5 separate regions of the Mus musculus genome follow, and all the other regions are linked to region 1. Evidence: chromatin contacts called from public HiCAR-type and promoter capture Hi-C data. All regions are on one chromosome and are shown on one strand. The core of a region is the stretch at or near the end of the contact, and the rest is flanking DNA. Distances in the headings are between cores, read along the strand shown. Region 1 holds the start of Ap3b2 (adaptor-related protein complex 3, beta 2 subunit). Region 2 holds the start of Ticrr (TOPBP1-interacting checkpoint and replication regulator). Region 3 holds the start of Wdr93 (WD repeat domain 93). Region 4 holds the start of 1700010L04Rik (a long non-coding RNA gene). Region 5 holds the start of Fes (feline sarcoma oncogene).

Region 1 (2,758 bases), core at 131-2,630:
CTCACAGCCTAACATTTGTCTAAGATCAAAGTATGTGCTCACAGCTGCATCCTGTTCTCAAAAGTTGCACTTTGCATATCAGTTGACTGACTTTTAAGGGTTTGTTGCTGTTTGCAGCTGCTTGAGCATGTGAGGCCTAGCACTGACCATGCAGGGTAAGGAACAGGGTCACCCGATCATTAGTAATAAAAATCCAGTGGGACTCGCACTCGGTGAACCTGCCTGGTTGAGTGACCCTTCTGAAGAAGTGCATTCGCTTGCGCCTTGTGCTCTGGATTGTGTGGTGATTTCCCTGAGACCCCAGACCCATTTCTAACACGAGAGTACCTTCCTCCCTGAAATGGAACATGTCTTGCACTCCCACTCCTGACCCTTGAATTGTCAGGGCTACAATTGTGCTCCCGGTTGGAACAATCTATTGGCTCCTGTTCACTACTCCGTTCCGTGACTAACAGGTCCACAGGCCTTTAATTAATGTGCTATTGAATTTATGAACAAATAAATGAATGAGTCAAAGGTAAGATTCAAACCAAGTAGGGCTGAATCATAGGGCAATGTGGGGGTTGGGGAAAGATGGAGAAATTAATTTGCAGGAGGAGCCAGTTTCTCAGTCTACATCCAGGGCCGGCTTCCTGGAGTGGACCACACTCAAACTCCAGTTCCCCAATTCAGACCCGTCCCCTACGGAATTGGTTTTGGGGGTTTTGTTTTGGTTTCTCTTTGAGCCAGCGAATAAAAGGCTGCAAACATCATCGCAGCTGTTCCATAAGGACCCCGCCTGTCTGGTCCCTCCCCCACCAGCCTTGGGTCCCCCGCCCCTTCGTAGCTAAAGGCGAAGTGGCCCTGCTGCGGGAACCCCGGGAAGCGCGCAGGGCGGGTCTGGGTCGGCAGGGCCGCAGCCTCGCGGGCGCTGTCCATGGTGCCTGCGCGCCAGCCGCACCCGGCCGGCGCTCGCTAGCTCACCGCTTGTAGTCCGAGGAGAAGATACCGCCGCTCGCCGGGTCGTGGCCATATTCTGGCTCCCCGGGACCGGCTGAGCCGCCCTTGTCTTCGCTGTAGGCCGGAGCGGCCGACATGGATCTGCGCTGAGGGGTGGCTGAGCGGCCGGGTTGGGCTTTGGTCGAGGAATGGGATGCACGCCTAGCTCTGCGGAGCTGCAATCTGCGCGGCGGAGGCAGCGCGCAGATTCAGCAATCAGGGCTGAGCGCTAAGGTTCTTAAAGGGACCGGCACCACCCGCGGAGTGCAGGGTTGGGGTGAGCTGACAGGGGACGGAGGAACAGCGCCTGCCCTGTCCCAATCTCTCAGAACTCTCTGGCAACTGCAAGCATCTAAAGGTCTCTCACAGTGAGCAAGGCTGCAGGGCTGATGACTGTATAGTCTTTGGAGGGATGCGGACCTCCTGCCTCCGCCCTCCCGATCACCTGACCTCCACGGACCCGCCCACCCATGCAGTGAGAGAGGGGGACGTGAGGGACACTGAAAGAAGGCCATACTCGCAGGCCTGGGTTGGAACATCTACCTTGGAGATTTAGGGGTGGGTACCTTTCCATCCTTTTTCACACAGTCTAAATCCCTCTGAGGATAACCTGCTTACTCACTGGGAATCATAGCAACTTCCTGGAAGAAGTGGAATTTAAGAGGAGGCTGACCCAGGAAGCAAGTGCTAAGGGCATTCTGGGAGCAAATCAGTTCTAGGTGGAGTAAAGAGAACCTCCAACATCCTAATTACGTTTGGGAAAATACTTTAATGATCCCTTCTGAAACCTCTTTTGGCCCATTCAGGAGGACCCAAGGTCACATTAATCACTGGTTAGGTTCCTGTCCATTGACATCTAGAAGGGAAAGAAGACGAACAGATTGAGTTAGGGTCTGGTGTAATTGCCAGGTCTCCAGGACTTTGTGATTTATCAAGCTTAGCTCCTAAGACCCAAGGAAGGAAGGAAGGGAGGAAGGAAGGAAGGAAGGAAGGAAGGAAGGAAGGAAGGAAGGAAGGAAAGCAAGAAGAAGGATTGTAGCTAGTTCTGGATTAGAGAGAACACCCTGGACTAGGCTGATGGTGAATTGTTTATCTTTGGTCTAGATTTTGGACATGAGGTTGAGTGATTGGGAACTCCTGGCCAGGCTCATAGAATGGAAGTATTCCCAAGGACCGAGATTTGTAGACTAGGGTCCCAATTCTCTAAGATCAGAATTGGTGGACTGTTTGGAAAAGGATGGAACTGAGAAAGGCGGACTTTGGATCAATAGAAAGTTCTACTGCAAAAAGAAGGATGGAGTTGGAGCAGCCCCTGGGTTGGAGATCGGTCATGTTCAGTAAATATATCTGCTCAGGATCTAAGAACAGTAGCCTGAGGTCTACCTGGCGCTAAAGGGTTTCAAAGTGTGTAACTTCAAAAATAGGTACACCTATTCTGGGGACTTTAGATTGCCAGAGTAAAGAGTTTAAGATGAAAGGAACCTGGTCTGGGTGTAGTGGAGAGGGGAATCATCTGAATTATGCTGGAGCAAGTTGGTTAGGTGCCTTTGTTAGCAGACTGGGGCTGGCATGGGATGTGGGCAGGTAGAAGAGAGGCACTTACTGAGTCCATGCCCAACAGGTTCAGTGCAAAGTGCACACAGTTGCTGCTAGTGGGATGGTAGGGAGGAGGATCGTTGTCCATAGCTTCTCGCACGCGGCTCTCCAGCACCCTAGGGTCAACGCCACCGCGCCTGCGTAGCACACGCCAGAGCTGTCGGGAGCGCTGCAGAGCTCTGTG
Region 2 (2,758 bases), core at 112-2,611, 1.8 Mb before region 1:
GCCCATACACACACACACACACAAAAAAAAATCCACTGGCCAGAGATGAGACCAAGAGGGAGCATACTTGCTAACAACATGCCAGGCTGGGAGTTCCATCCCTAGCAACACCTCCCTGCCCCCATATACAATAAAGTTAAAAAGAAAGCGGGAGGGGGGAGGAGGAAGACACGAATGAGTGTTGGAGATGTTGGTTCAGTGCTTGACTGTCCAGCATTCAGGAAGTCTTGGGTTTGATCCCCAATACCCCATAAACTGCGTTTGGTGCAGGGGCATGTCTACAGTCCCAGAACTAGGAAGGTGGAGGCAGGATGATCAGAGAAGTACAAGGTACAGTTTGAGGCCAATTTGGAATATAAAAGAAAGTCACAAAAACAAACACACAACAAAAACAAGTAAAACAAAACCAAGACTTCAGAAAACACTAATCTACTGAATGGATGAGCTGTAAGAAGGCGGGTGCTGGAAATCGGACGTTCTAGTGTTTTTTTCTGCACCCATTGGACTGGCTTGCGTACTCTCTGGTGTGTTCACTCCTTAGTTTGTAAAACAGCCTCCCCAGGTGCTCTGCAGACGTCTGATTAGGTATCTTTATATTACATTTTCCTACCTAGGACCCGTATTGCTCTTCTGTCACTTCTCTTTCTTCCCGAAAACACTTCCCTGCCTTCCAGACCTTTACAATAGAGTATCCGAGGTCCTTCCACTATGCTCCAGCCTTGCTAAGTAGCCCCTGCTGGCTTGGAACCTGCGATCCTCCTACCTCCGTCCCTCGAGTTTGAGGATTATGAAATGTTCCTTTCGTCTTTTACAGAAAAAAAAAATTAAGCCCTCCGTCATAGGCTAAAAGACTTAAGAGTAGTCTAAAGTGAACTTGACTCAAGCATCCTAAACCCCTCACTGTGCACATCCCAGGCTTCAGGGTTCTAGTAAACACGCCCCGCCTTCCGCAGGCGACACACACACTCACGTACGCGCGCGCGTGTACAGACACACACACACACACACACACACACACACACACACACACACACACTCACTCACACTCACACTCACACACTCACACTCACACACTCACACTCACACTCACACTCACATCTGCGCACAGTAGCCCAAACGAAGGCTTCCGCGCCCACCGCCACGCCCCCGAAGTACCGCCTCTTTAAATTTTAAAACGAAGGCTCAGGCCAATGAGAACTACATTTCTCCCGGAACTCAGCGCCCCGCCCACCGCCACACCCTCCACCAATCAAGCGGAGGTCTTCCACACGCCTTCCAGTTAGGGTTAAAGAGGGAAGTGCTTACGTAACTTACGTTCAGCCTGCAGCCAATAGGAGCCGAGTTTGGGTACCAGCTCCTCCAATAGCTGCAGCTGTCGGAGAGCGCGGGAGCCTTCGGAGCAGGGCCTCAGAGAAGCGGGCAATGGCGCTGGTTCTCTGAAGAGAGTGCTTTACCTCAGGAAGGGCCACGCGCGGCCGGGCAGAGGGAGTCCCGTGGCGGCCGAGATGGCCTGCTGTCACAAAGTGATGCTGCTGGTGGACACAGCGGGCGTCTCTGCTCCTCATAGCCCGGCCCGACGCGCCGCCCTCCGGCTCCTCACTTACCTGAGCTGCCGCTTCGGCCTTGCCAGGGTCCACTGGACCTTCAAGTTCTTCGACTCTCAGGGGGCACGGAGCCGGCCCTCCCGCGTGTCCGACTTCCGCGAGCTGGGGAGCCGCTCCTGGGAGGACTTCGAGGAGGAGCTGGAGGCCAGGCTGGGGGATCGCCCTCCCGGAGCTCACCTGCCGGGCCCGACGCCCAGAGCCACCCACACGCACGGTGCCCTGATGGAGACGCTGCTCGACTACCAGTGGGACCGGCCGGAGATCACGTCGCCCACCAAGCCGATCCTGCGGAGTAGCGGCAGGAGGCTGCTGGACGCCGACGGCGAGGCCAGGGAGGCCCAGGCCGCGCTCGGGGGCTTTGGGAACGCCGTCTTCCTCCTGGCGCCCTGTCCTCACTCGCAGAGGGAGCTGCTTCAGTTCGTGTCCGGGTGCGAGGCACAGGCTCAACGCGTGCCGCTCACCCCCAAGCAGGTGATGGAGAAGGTGTTGCCCAAGAGAGTCCAAGAGGTTATGATCGCCCGAAATATCACCTTGTACTGGGTGGACACCACCGAGCGATCTAAGGTAAGGTGAGAAGCAGTCTGGATCCGGTCCGCAACTCCCCGACAGCTGAACTTGTCAGGCTCCGTAAAGTGCCACAGACCCAGAATGAACCCCGTGTGCCTTCCGAGGGAAACCCTTGCGGGTCGCAAAGGACAGCGTTCCTCCAACAAAATGGGTAGATTCTGGGTACCTATTAAATCCGAGTGTGGAAGAGCCTCTGCGCTTTGGTACCTGGGTGCTTTTGCGTCCTTAGTTTTGCTACACAGCACTTGTATTCCAGCATGGTGGAAGCCTGGTTCAGCCAGGCTACAGGACTTGGCCGCTTGTTTTGTCTAGTGCTGCTGTGTCTTCCTGGACCTCTAATCCTCTCCCTCTGAGGCAGTAGAAACCTCTCTTAACCTTTGTTGTTGGCCCGGCCTGATGACGCCCCAGCCCTCAGGAGGCAGAGAGGCAGGTCTCTCTCTAGTTCTAGCCTCCATCCAGGTCTATGCAGAGAGGCCCCATCTCCAAAACAAAAGCAAACCCCTTTGTTGTTGTGGCCTGTGCTCTTTCTCTATTGTGTTCCAGTTGGACACACCAGACACACCTGTCATCTTCCATTTATTCTAAAA
Region 3 (2,758 bases), core at 106-2,605, 1.8 Mb before region 1:
GAAAACAGGGCATTATTTTAGGAATGCTAGTTGGTTTGTTTGTTCATGGTTATATAGTTCCTTAGAAAGATTGGGAAATAAAATTTTGCTGAATACATATATCCTAAATTAAAGACAGTGTAGGGTACATTCTGGGACCACTGAAATGATATATGTGTTGACCTCTAATGAACCATGGCTAATCCTCAGCCATTCTGAGACTCTATCAAGTTAAACAGAAAGGCAGCATGGCCTAAGTGAAGAGGTGGGCTGGTGCTGGAGTCAACTATGTGGACCTGCATCTTTTGGCTCGGCCACATTAGTTTTTCCTAGCCTCCTGGTTCAGTTTCCCTATATGTGAAATTAGAATATTAAAGTATCTCAGGGCTGCAATGGAGGCTCTGTACAGTCAAGTCTCACCATTAGGACTTTTCTTACTTGTATGCTTAGTTAATTTTAGAGGTTGACCACTTAAACATCTGGAAAAGAAGTGTTGTTAAATTAAACTCCTATGTTTCACACATACCCCTTTTCCTTTTCTTTTAAATGATCACCGAGGGGCATTCAAATTTCTCTTTTAAAAAAAAATGAAGTAGGATTAGTTTTAAACACGCATTGGTGATTTCGAAAGTACACTATGTACTTGGGAGGTATTGTTCAAACACTTTGTCCGCTGTACAGTTTACAGTTTACAAAGCAGCTTTTTAACAGCTTGATATCTCCAAGGCGCAGACTGGACCAAAATGAAGATAAAGAAGATAAATCTGTCTTTCCGTGAGTTACGACTTCACGAGCGCTCCAAACTACAGGTGTTCTGTTTCCTTAGCTACAAAAGAAGCTCCAAGTTTCTCTGGAAAAGAAATCTCTAGGAAAGATGTCGAGCGGCTGGGAACTTTCCCTCTCCTGGGGAAAGTTAGGAGATCGCACTCATGGGCCGCTGTCACCTCCCGAGACACCGAGGTGGCTGACACGCACAGTCCCTCCGGGTTCACAGGGAGGAGGGGCTCGGCTCGCAACTCCTCAGTGGGAGCTGGCCGCGGCCTCGTGCCTCGATTTACCGGGCTGTGACCTCTTTCTCCGAGAAGAAACCCTGGGTCCTGAAGGGACGGGGGCGGAGGCCGACAGCACCTGACTCACCTGAAAAGTCGGTCCCGGCCCTGGCTTTGGTTGGCGACTCGGATGAAGGCGTCCATGGCTCCCACCCACAGCCACGCGTTGCGCCCGCTCCCTCGTGGGTCCCCTGGGACGTCGCCGGTCCCGGGGGACAGCGGGAACAGATTAGTTGCCAGGTGGGTGGGACTTCGTCTCTCCGCCCACACGGGGGTGGGCACACCTTCGGAAACGCGGCTTTTGGAGTTCCGGTTAGTACCGGAAGTGGTAGTTACTAAGGCGACGCCAAGCCACAAGACTTGTGAGTAGAGCTGAGTTTCACAAGGTCGTGGCCTTCTCCCGTCTTGGTTTCCAGGTAGAGGCACTGAGTGGGTCATTCCCCTGCCTCAGGCGTCCAGGTGTCCCCAGGTACCCATGAACCCCATCAGGAATGCTAAATGGTCTTCTCAGGCTGCAGGCCGCATCCTTTCCCAGTGTCAGGCCTTATGATGCAGGCAACAGAGCTAAGTCAGTTCCTGGGGTGTGTTTCTAGCAGAAGAGTGGGAGTAAAGTGGGAGAATTTTCTATTAGGATTATTGAAAAACCAAATGATTCCTGAGGAAATCCTACAAGCTCCACACCAGCAAAGCACAGGCAAGGGAGATCAGTGACATTGCACCGCTGATCGTTGGTTCTGTGGCGTTTGAAGATGGAGCCCCACTTAGTAATTTTCTTCTTTTCACCGCTTCTCCCTCCTTCCTCGCCTCATTACCTCTCCCCTGTCTTTCTGTTTACCCTACCCCTTTATGATATTATTCCAGCAATGACTCTGATGGCTTGGGTGGGAATATCCTGCTGAAACACAGCCTCAGTCTCGTCACCCAACCTTCTTAGGGGATGCCCCAGAGGTGCTTTTCTAAGGATGGGGTAACATGTGAGTTCCTAGGCTTCTCTGAAAGCTTGTGGGCCAGGACCCCTCAGTGACGCCTCTCTAGCCAGCTGAGCTACGCTCACTGATCCCTGCAGGGACCTGGGCCACATTAACTGTACAATAATGCACAATACATGGTCCTCCCTCAGCTGGCAGGCTTTCCTAATGCTCTAACTTGTTACTGCGGACAGCAAGGCTCCCTATTGTGGGCTAGTAAAAAAAAAAAAAAAAAAAAAAAAAAAAAAAAAGAAATAGTTGCAGATTGAAACTGGAGGGCGATTTTACTGCCAGCTTGAAAGAAAAAAAAAAAGACAACAGGGCAAACTGTGAATCTCAGTAGCTTCCAAGAATAGAGAGATGAAGAAGAGGAGGAAAAGAGAAAGCCGTGCTTTTTACAATGGAGGTTCCCAAGCAGCAGCTTGGTGAAAGGGTGGGAGCAGCGTGCGGACAGCATGTGAGAAAACCCAGAGTCTCTGGTGGAAGCTCTGCAAGCTGCTCCTTGAAAGGAAATTTATAAGCTTGCTCGGTGTGTCTGTGAAATCGGGTCGCCTACTTTTCTCTATTCCCTGCTTCGGGCCTGCCCCTAACACTTGCAGGCCCGAAGTAAAGTACACACCAGACCTATAGACTCTATGTTTAACTATTTGAAAATTGTATAACAAGTAACAAACTGTGAAATATGTTCTAGTTCCTTGATTGACACACATTCTCACAGTAACAGAAAGCCAGGCTGACTTTTAGAATTCTAAGGCTCCTTGA
Region 4 (2,758 bases), core at 101-2,600, 1.4 Mb after region 1:
ATTCTGTCAAGGTTGAGTTTACCAAAGTTAATCCATGGAACATGGTTTTGTAAGAGAATACCTCATTCTTAGATACCAAGAGTTCCAAGTTCAAGGGTCATGGTGTGTACCTGGTTCACAGGTATTTCAGGAATTGTGTGTGTGTGTGTGTGTGTGTGTGTGTCTGAGAGAGAGAGAGAGAGAGAGAGAGAGAGAGAGAGAGAGAGAGAGAGAATACATGAGGAGAAGAGCATCAAAGGTGAAGCAGAAAGATACCAATGACAAAGACAGTGGGAGAAATGTGTGACACTAACAACTCTAGCAACAGCGTAAGAATCTGAATGGATGAGGGTTCTTTGTATTATTCTTAGTTTTACAAATTTTCTGAAAGTTTGAATTAAGTCCCAGTTGAAAGTTAAAAGAGCAAAACAACAGAACAAACGAAACAAAACAAACAACCCAAAACCCCTAAAACTTCAGCGTGAACAAAATCATTGACGAGCAGAGGTATAACGGCCTGGAGGCCGTGGAGCCTGGAGGCTGTAGGAGCCTGCAGTTGGACCAACACAGCCTCTGTTCTGGACCTATTCATGAGTCTTGAATGTGCCCACAGTTCAGCTGGCCCAGTTCTACCAGAGGCAGAGCGTTTCCCTGCAGATGTGATGCTAGGCGCACAGGCATGTCTGTGCTTCCAGAAGTCCCCATCACATTCTGGGCCAGAGACACAGATGGTGGCTGGATTCCAGCCACAGATGTAGCTCCCTCCAGAACAGTGAGGCCTACAACTGGAGCATGCTGCTGCTGGGTCACAGGCCTGAGGGCACAGTAGCATCTGTGTGACTGCAGACTTATTCTCTGTGAGAGGAACAGTTAAGGCTATCCATGGCCTCGCATCTGCTGGTCCCATTCACTATGACAAGGCTGTGCAGTCAGCTTCTCACCCTCTCACCCCCATGCCTGAGGTCAGCATGAAAGTGTTAGCCACTAACCCCTGGACTGTCCTTCTGCATACAATTCCCCCACAAACATCTTCAGAACATCTCTGTGAGATTACTTCCTTTATACCAGGATCTTGGGTAGCTATTTCTTCCTAGTGGCTACACTCCTTAGAGATGCTAAACACACGACAAAGTTATGAGAGTTCTTAAGAACATTACAAGACTCGAGACCCAGCCCCCATGAAGCCCATCCCAAAGGTTGCACAAGCCGTCACGGTTACTGGAGAGAGGAGACTCTCTCATGGAATTGCCTGCAAGTTGTGCAGAGAGTGTCAGAGATATTGCTTTTATGAGGTCATCCATGCTGGGATGGGTTTTCAGTGACATAGCTGCCTGAGTCACCTGTGTTCTTATAAGTAACCCCAATAAAATCATTGGTTCACTTTAGCCTATTATTGGTTGTGCTCTACCTGGGCATTTGCTCACATCTCCAACAGGCCCAGGTAGAGAGTTTATATGTAACTTACTATTGTGTTCCAAGGCTAGCTGCATTGAGTGCAGTATAAAAGAGCCTCACATTTCACAAAAGTGGAAACTAAGACACAAAGGTTAAAGAGCTCCCAAAATAACACAGAGAAAGAGAAGTGGAGGTTTCTCAGTTGGCAGGGGAAGGAAGTGGGTGAGTCTGGATCAGGTTAAGGAAAAGGAGTGGACAGAGCCCCAAGATCCTGGTGAGAGATGAAGGAAGTGTGTGTGCATACGCGTAGCGCAGAGGGAGATACATGTCAGGGCAAGCATCATTTCCACCAGTCTTAACCCCATAAAAACTATCAAGTGAAAATAATTTAAAACAAGGACACTCAGGATGGAGTCCCATGTGTGAGCAGTGTGATGTCACTCGAGATGGAGTTCCACTCGTGAGTAGTGTGATATACTGGTGCAAGTTGAGGTCCTCATAATTGGTGTTCGAGTCCTTTCTGGGGGAGCTTGGAGCCTACCGACATTTTAGAAGAATGAAATCACTTGAAACAAGTCCCCTTCAGACTTACCTTCCTGATTCTACAAATGAGTACATGGAGATACCCCTGGAAGGTACTGTGCATCTGGCATAGCAACGGAGTCTGTGAGCTTCAAAAGATTCATGATAGCCAGTAAATGAAAAGGAAGAGGAGGAGGCTGTGGGGGAGGGGGAAGGGAAGCGGGGAGGGGGGGTGAGAGATGGGGTCAGTTCTGGAACATTTCAGGGGCCTTTCATTTCCATCCCACTCTGCCTTAACCTTGACCAAGATGTTAGTACTCATGCCTTGCTTGAAGACATTTGACTTAGTTTTTAAAGAAATCACAAGCTTTTAAGATTTAAAGAAAAATGGTTGGAGATGGTGGTCCTGGATGCTCCCTCAGCCTTTTCCCGGTTCTGATTCTGATGTGTAAAGCTTCCCCAAATCCTGCAAAGAAAGATAAAAGCCTGTATTCAGTGTGTGGGGGTGACTAAAGGAACTGCACCCCAGGAAGCTAAGCAGGCAGGGTGGGGCTGAGGACGATGGGGCTGTAGAGTAGACACCATGTTCCTGAGTGAGGCTAGTTCTTTTCACAGCCCATAGCATAGCCTCAGCTCAACAACTGATCTGCAGCAGGAACCTCTAGCGAAGGGAGGGCACTCAGCCCAGGGCAGGCCAGTTCCCAGTTCCTCCTGTTAAAGGTAGGAATGGGAAGCGTGTGTGTGTGTGTGTGTGTGTGTGTGTGTGTGTGTGTCCGTGTTAGTGTGTAGTGGGAAACATTAACTGGGGGTTTCTACACACCTTAGATCATTTAGTTCCCAAATAAAAGACACAACCCCTTTA
Region 5 (2,758 bases), core at 129-2,628, 1.1 Mb before region 1:
CTCTGGGGCCCTGGCGGGGTCCACTCTAAGCACACTTGCCCCCCCCCCCCAAGTCCCTCACAGTGGCTCAACAGGCCCTGTAGCAAGTTAGCCAAAGTTGTGAGAGGAAAGGAGGAAGCTGCAGCGGCAAGGCCACACAGGCCATCCTGGAGCTGGGCCTGCGGTCAGTGACTTCTGCTTCCCTAAGCACTCTTGTGTAAAACTGCACCTTATTGCGACAGCGTCCTCTGGGTGCCCGCCTACCTTGGTGAGCTCCTGCTGCAGCTGCTGCCACTGCTCGTTGTACGTCTTTCTCAGGTGCTGCCGCTCCCGGATCAGCACGCTCAGTTTGCTCAAGGGCCCCGAGTTCAGATCTTCTGCATGCTGCCGCAGCACCCGGCTCAAGTTCTCGGTCTGGCTTGTTATCTCTGCCCAGGACTACAGCACATTGTGGGATAGGGAAATGGGAAGAACAGGGCAATGGCCCGCAAGCCTGGGTTTGCATCCTTTCCAACCCCACCTCTAAGCGGGGAGGTGATGAGGGCAAGTGAATGGGAGAGCTCACGGAAGCTCACCTGGCTGACAGGGCTGTCGGGGCCGCTGCTCCAGCTCTGGCCTCCGCTGTCCTGCAAGGACATGTGGTGAAGCAATCCTGCATATTCCCGGTCACTCTTGACCCTCTGGGCCATCCACTTCCTCATGCCCTCCAATAAGCGCAGCTCAGCTTCCTGCATCTGCTGCACTGCCCCGTGGCCCTGGGGGCTGCACAGCTCTGAAGAGAAGCCCATAATGGTGTCCTGGGGACAGAAACCGGGTCATTCAGTGGAGACAAAAGAAGCGGCTGGTGATGGAAGATGAGGCTACGGTCGAAGAGGGCTGCGGGCGGGACATGGGTGGGGTTCTGCTTAGAAAAAAAAAAAAAATACCAAGAGGTGCAGAGAGCAGCCTGGACTGGGGCTGGCCCTTCTGCTTCCGATGTACTAGACTAGATTTCAGAGCCAGTGGTCCTGTTTCCAGGAACCAGACTGGAGGTCCCTAACAGGACCCTTCCCCCACACCATTCCTGGGTGTTACCGACTCCTGCCCTGCCCAGGGCCTTCAACAGTGCTGGACTGCGGCCTCCGGGAGCCACCGAAAAAAAACCCTATCACTGGGCTTTCCTGCTCTTCCCAAGATCCTAGCCCCACCCCCATCAGGTTTCAGGTTCCCAGAACACCCGCCTGGCCCCTTTCCGGTGCCCAGCCCTGCCCGTGTTCCACATAAACTCCTGGATCTCGAAGGTGGAGTTACCTTTCTCGGGCAGCTGCTCCTGGGGTAGGTGGCGGTGGACCGACTAAGGCCCAGAATCTGCCGGGCCAGTTCCTGATTCCTGCTTCCTCCTCCGTGGTTTCAGTTGCCCTAGGCCGCGGGGCGGGTCCACTATAGGGAAGAGAGAGCACAGCCCACCCCCCCATCCTGCTCCCCACTCTGCGTGCCCTGGGCCACAGCCTACAGCGACAGCTCAGCCACGGAAACGGAAGGGAGGAGGAGGCCGGCAAAGAATGGCCATGCGAAGAGTGGCCTGTGAACCAGGCACTCTCCAGGGTCCCGCGAACGCGGGGGAAGGAACCCAAAATGCAGTGGGGATGGACTCAAGGTGAGGCCTCAGGCAGGGTGTTGGGACCCCCGGGGCACCCAGGGTGTGTGGACTAATGTGAATCCTGACAGCGTGCTAGGGTGCCAGGGGGACATAGAGGAAGGAAGCCTAATCCTGTCCCTCCTCTGGATTCCCTAAGGAGACCTCAGGCGCCAGCCACTATTTGCATATAAAATCTCCAAGTCAAAATCCTAAGCAGAGGCCTGCTTCTCGGGCCCGGGTTCCGGTAGCACCCTTTCTCTCAGGCAGGGCGTTGAGTCTCAGTGGCAGCCTGGGCCAGCGTGGGGTATAGAACTGAGGAGAAATTATTTCCCCATGAGGGACTCAGGTTCCCCCAGCCATTCAATCCTGGTTTGCTGGGGTTTTTTTTGTTTGTTTGTTTTGTTTTTTCTTTTATTTTGAGAAAGGGTCTCTCTGTGTAGTCCTAGAACTTGCTATGTAGATCAGGCTGGCCTCAGATGAAGAGATGCCCTGCCTCTGCCTCCCAAATGCTGAGATTAAAGGTGAGCTCGGCTAGCTGTGATAAACACCAGAACTGAAAGCAGCCTGGAGAGAGAGATTGTCTGATTTAAGGATTAGAGTCCACCACCAAGGGAAGTCAGGGCTGGAGCTGAAACAGGAACCACGGAGGACACTGCTCGCTGGCCACTTGCTTTCACAGGCACCCCAGGATCTTTGTATGGGAAGGTAGACACCCCCAGTACACCGGGCCTTTCCACATCAGCCAGTATCAAAATGCTCCACCGACTTGCCCACAGGCCAATCCAATGGAGGCAACTTCTCAACTGAAGCTTCTCTTCCCAGGTGACACTAGCTTATGTCATGATAAAACCAAGGAGCACACAGATCTGGGTTCACTCAGGATCCCCTCAGACCTCAGCAGTGGAAGCCCTAGACCTCTTAGAGGCATTTAAGCCTTCTGACTTAAGCCAAACTGGCCCCTAGTTCCCACCCTTCCCCAGTCAAACAGCTAAGGGTCCCGAGAAGAGCTATAGACACTGGAGACCGGGCTTGGTTTGCATAGTCTGCACGTTTAATCACTTTAAAACCTCTAACATTATCTCGTGTCCATTAAATAGAACCAACAATGCCAGGCCTGTTTAAATTACAAGGAAAAAAAAAATCACTGTGCACCAACCCAGC

The links. Promoter capture Hi-C pulls out the DNA fragments that hold promoters and counts their contacts. HiCAR-type assays count read pairs that join an accessible place to other places.
Region 2: a contact with region 1 is called in a HiCAR-type map of astrocytes, with 5 times the contacts expected there. The contact joins the promoter of Ticrr here to the promoter of Ap3b2 in region 1. A contact is called at or near these places in 2 of 39 promoter capture datasets (liver and pre-B cells) and 1 of 115 datasets of contacts at active chromatin or transcription factors (astrocytes).
Region 3: a contact with region 1 is called in a promoter capture Hi-C map of liver, with 3 times the contacts expected there. The contact joins the promoter of Wdr93 here to the promoter of Ap3b2 in region 1. A contact is called at or near these places in 4 of 39 promoter capture datasets (liver, neutrophils and pre-B cells) and 1 of 9 other capture datasets (liver).
Region 4: a promoter capture Hi-C map of embryonic stem cells shows a contact between it and region 1, with 4 times the contacts expected there. The contact joins the promoter of 1700010L04Rik here to the promoter of Ap3b2 in region 1.
Region 5: a promoter capture Hi-C map of liver shows a contact between it and region 1, with 2.4 times the contacts expected there. The contact joins the promoter of Fes here to the promoter of Ap3b2 in region 1. A contact is called at or near these places in 2 of 39 promoter capture datasets (hippocampal neurons and liver).

Annotation. Positions count from the first base shown.
Region 1 is chr7:81,492,545-81,495,302 of GRCm38.p6, forward strand. Ap3b2 (adaptor-related protein complex 3, beta 2 subunit) reads right to left here and starts at 1,381. Exons shown (of 26, transcript NM_021492.3): 1 at 964-1,381. The coding sequence starts at 1,076. It overlaps BC048679 (cDNA sequence BC048679), which reads right to left. Exons shown (of 6, transcript NM_001193274.1): 5 at 2,582-2,758; 6 at 1,730-1,834. The coding sequence ends at 1,802.
Region 2 is chr7:79,658,835-79,661,592 of GRCm38.p6, forward strand. Ticrr (TOPBP1-interacting checkpoint and replication regulator) reads left to right here and starts at 1,362. Exons shown (of 22, transcript NM_029835.1): 1 at 1,362-2,168. The coding sequence starts at 1,506.
Region 3 is chr7:79,741,794-79,744,551 of GRCm38.p6, forward strand. Wdr93 (WD repeat domain 93) reads left to right here and starts at 1,356. Exons shown (of 18, transcript NM_001381990.1): 1 at 1,356-1,444. Pex11a (peroxisomal biogenesis factor 11 alpha) reads right to left here and starts at 1,338. Exons shown (of 3, transcript NM_011068.2): 1 at 1,117-1,338. The coding sequence starts at 1,172.
Region 4 is chr7:82,850,249-82,853,006 of GRCm38.p6, forward strand. It overlaps 1700010L04Rik (a long non-coding RNA gene), which reads left to right and starts at 1,351. Exons shown (of 5, transcript XR_378283.4): 1 at 1,351-2,009. Gm36584 (a long non-coding RNA gene) reads right to left here. Exons shown (of 5, transcript XR_003946820.1): 3 at 1,967-2,362.
Region 5 is chr7:80,386,568-80,389,325 of GRCm38.p6, forward strand. Fes (feline sarcoma oncogene) reads right to left here and starts at 1,379. Exons shown (of 19, transcript NM_010194.2): 1 at 1,270-1,379; 2 at 555-776; 3 at 244-417. The coding sequence starts at 767. It overlaps Furin (furin (paired basic amino acid cleaving enzyme)), which reads right to left. Exons shown (of 16, transcript NM_011046.3): 16 at 2,627-2,758.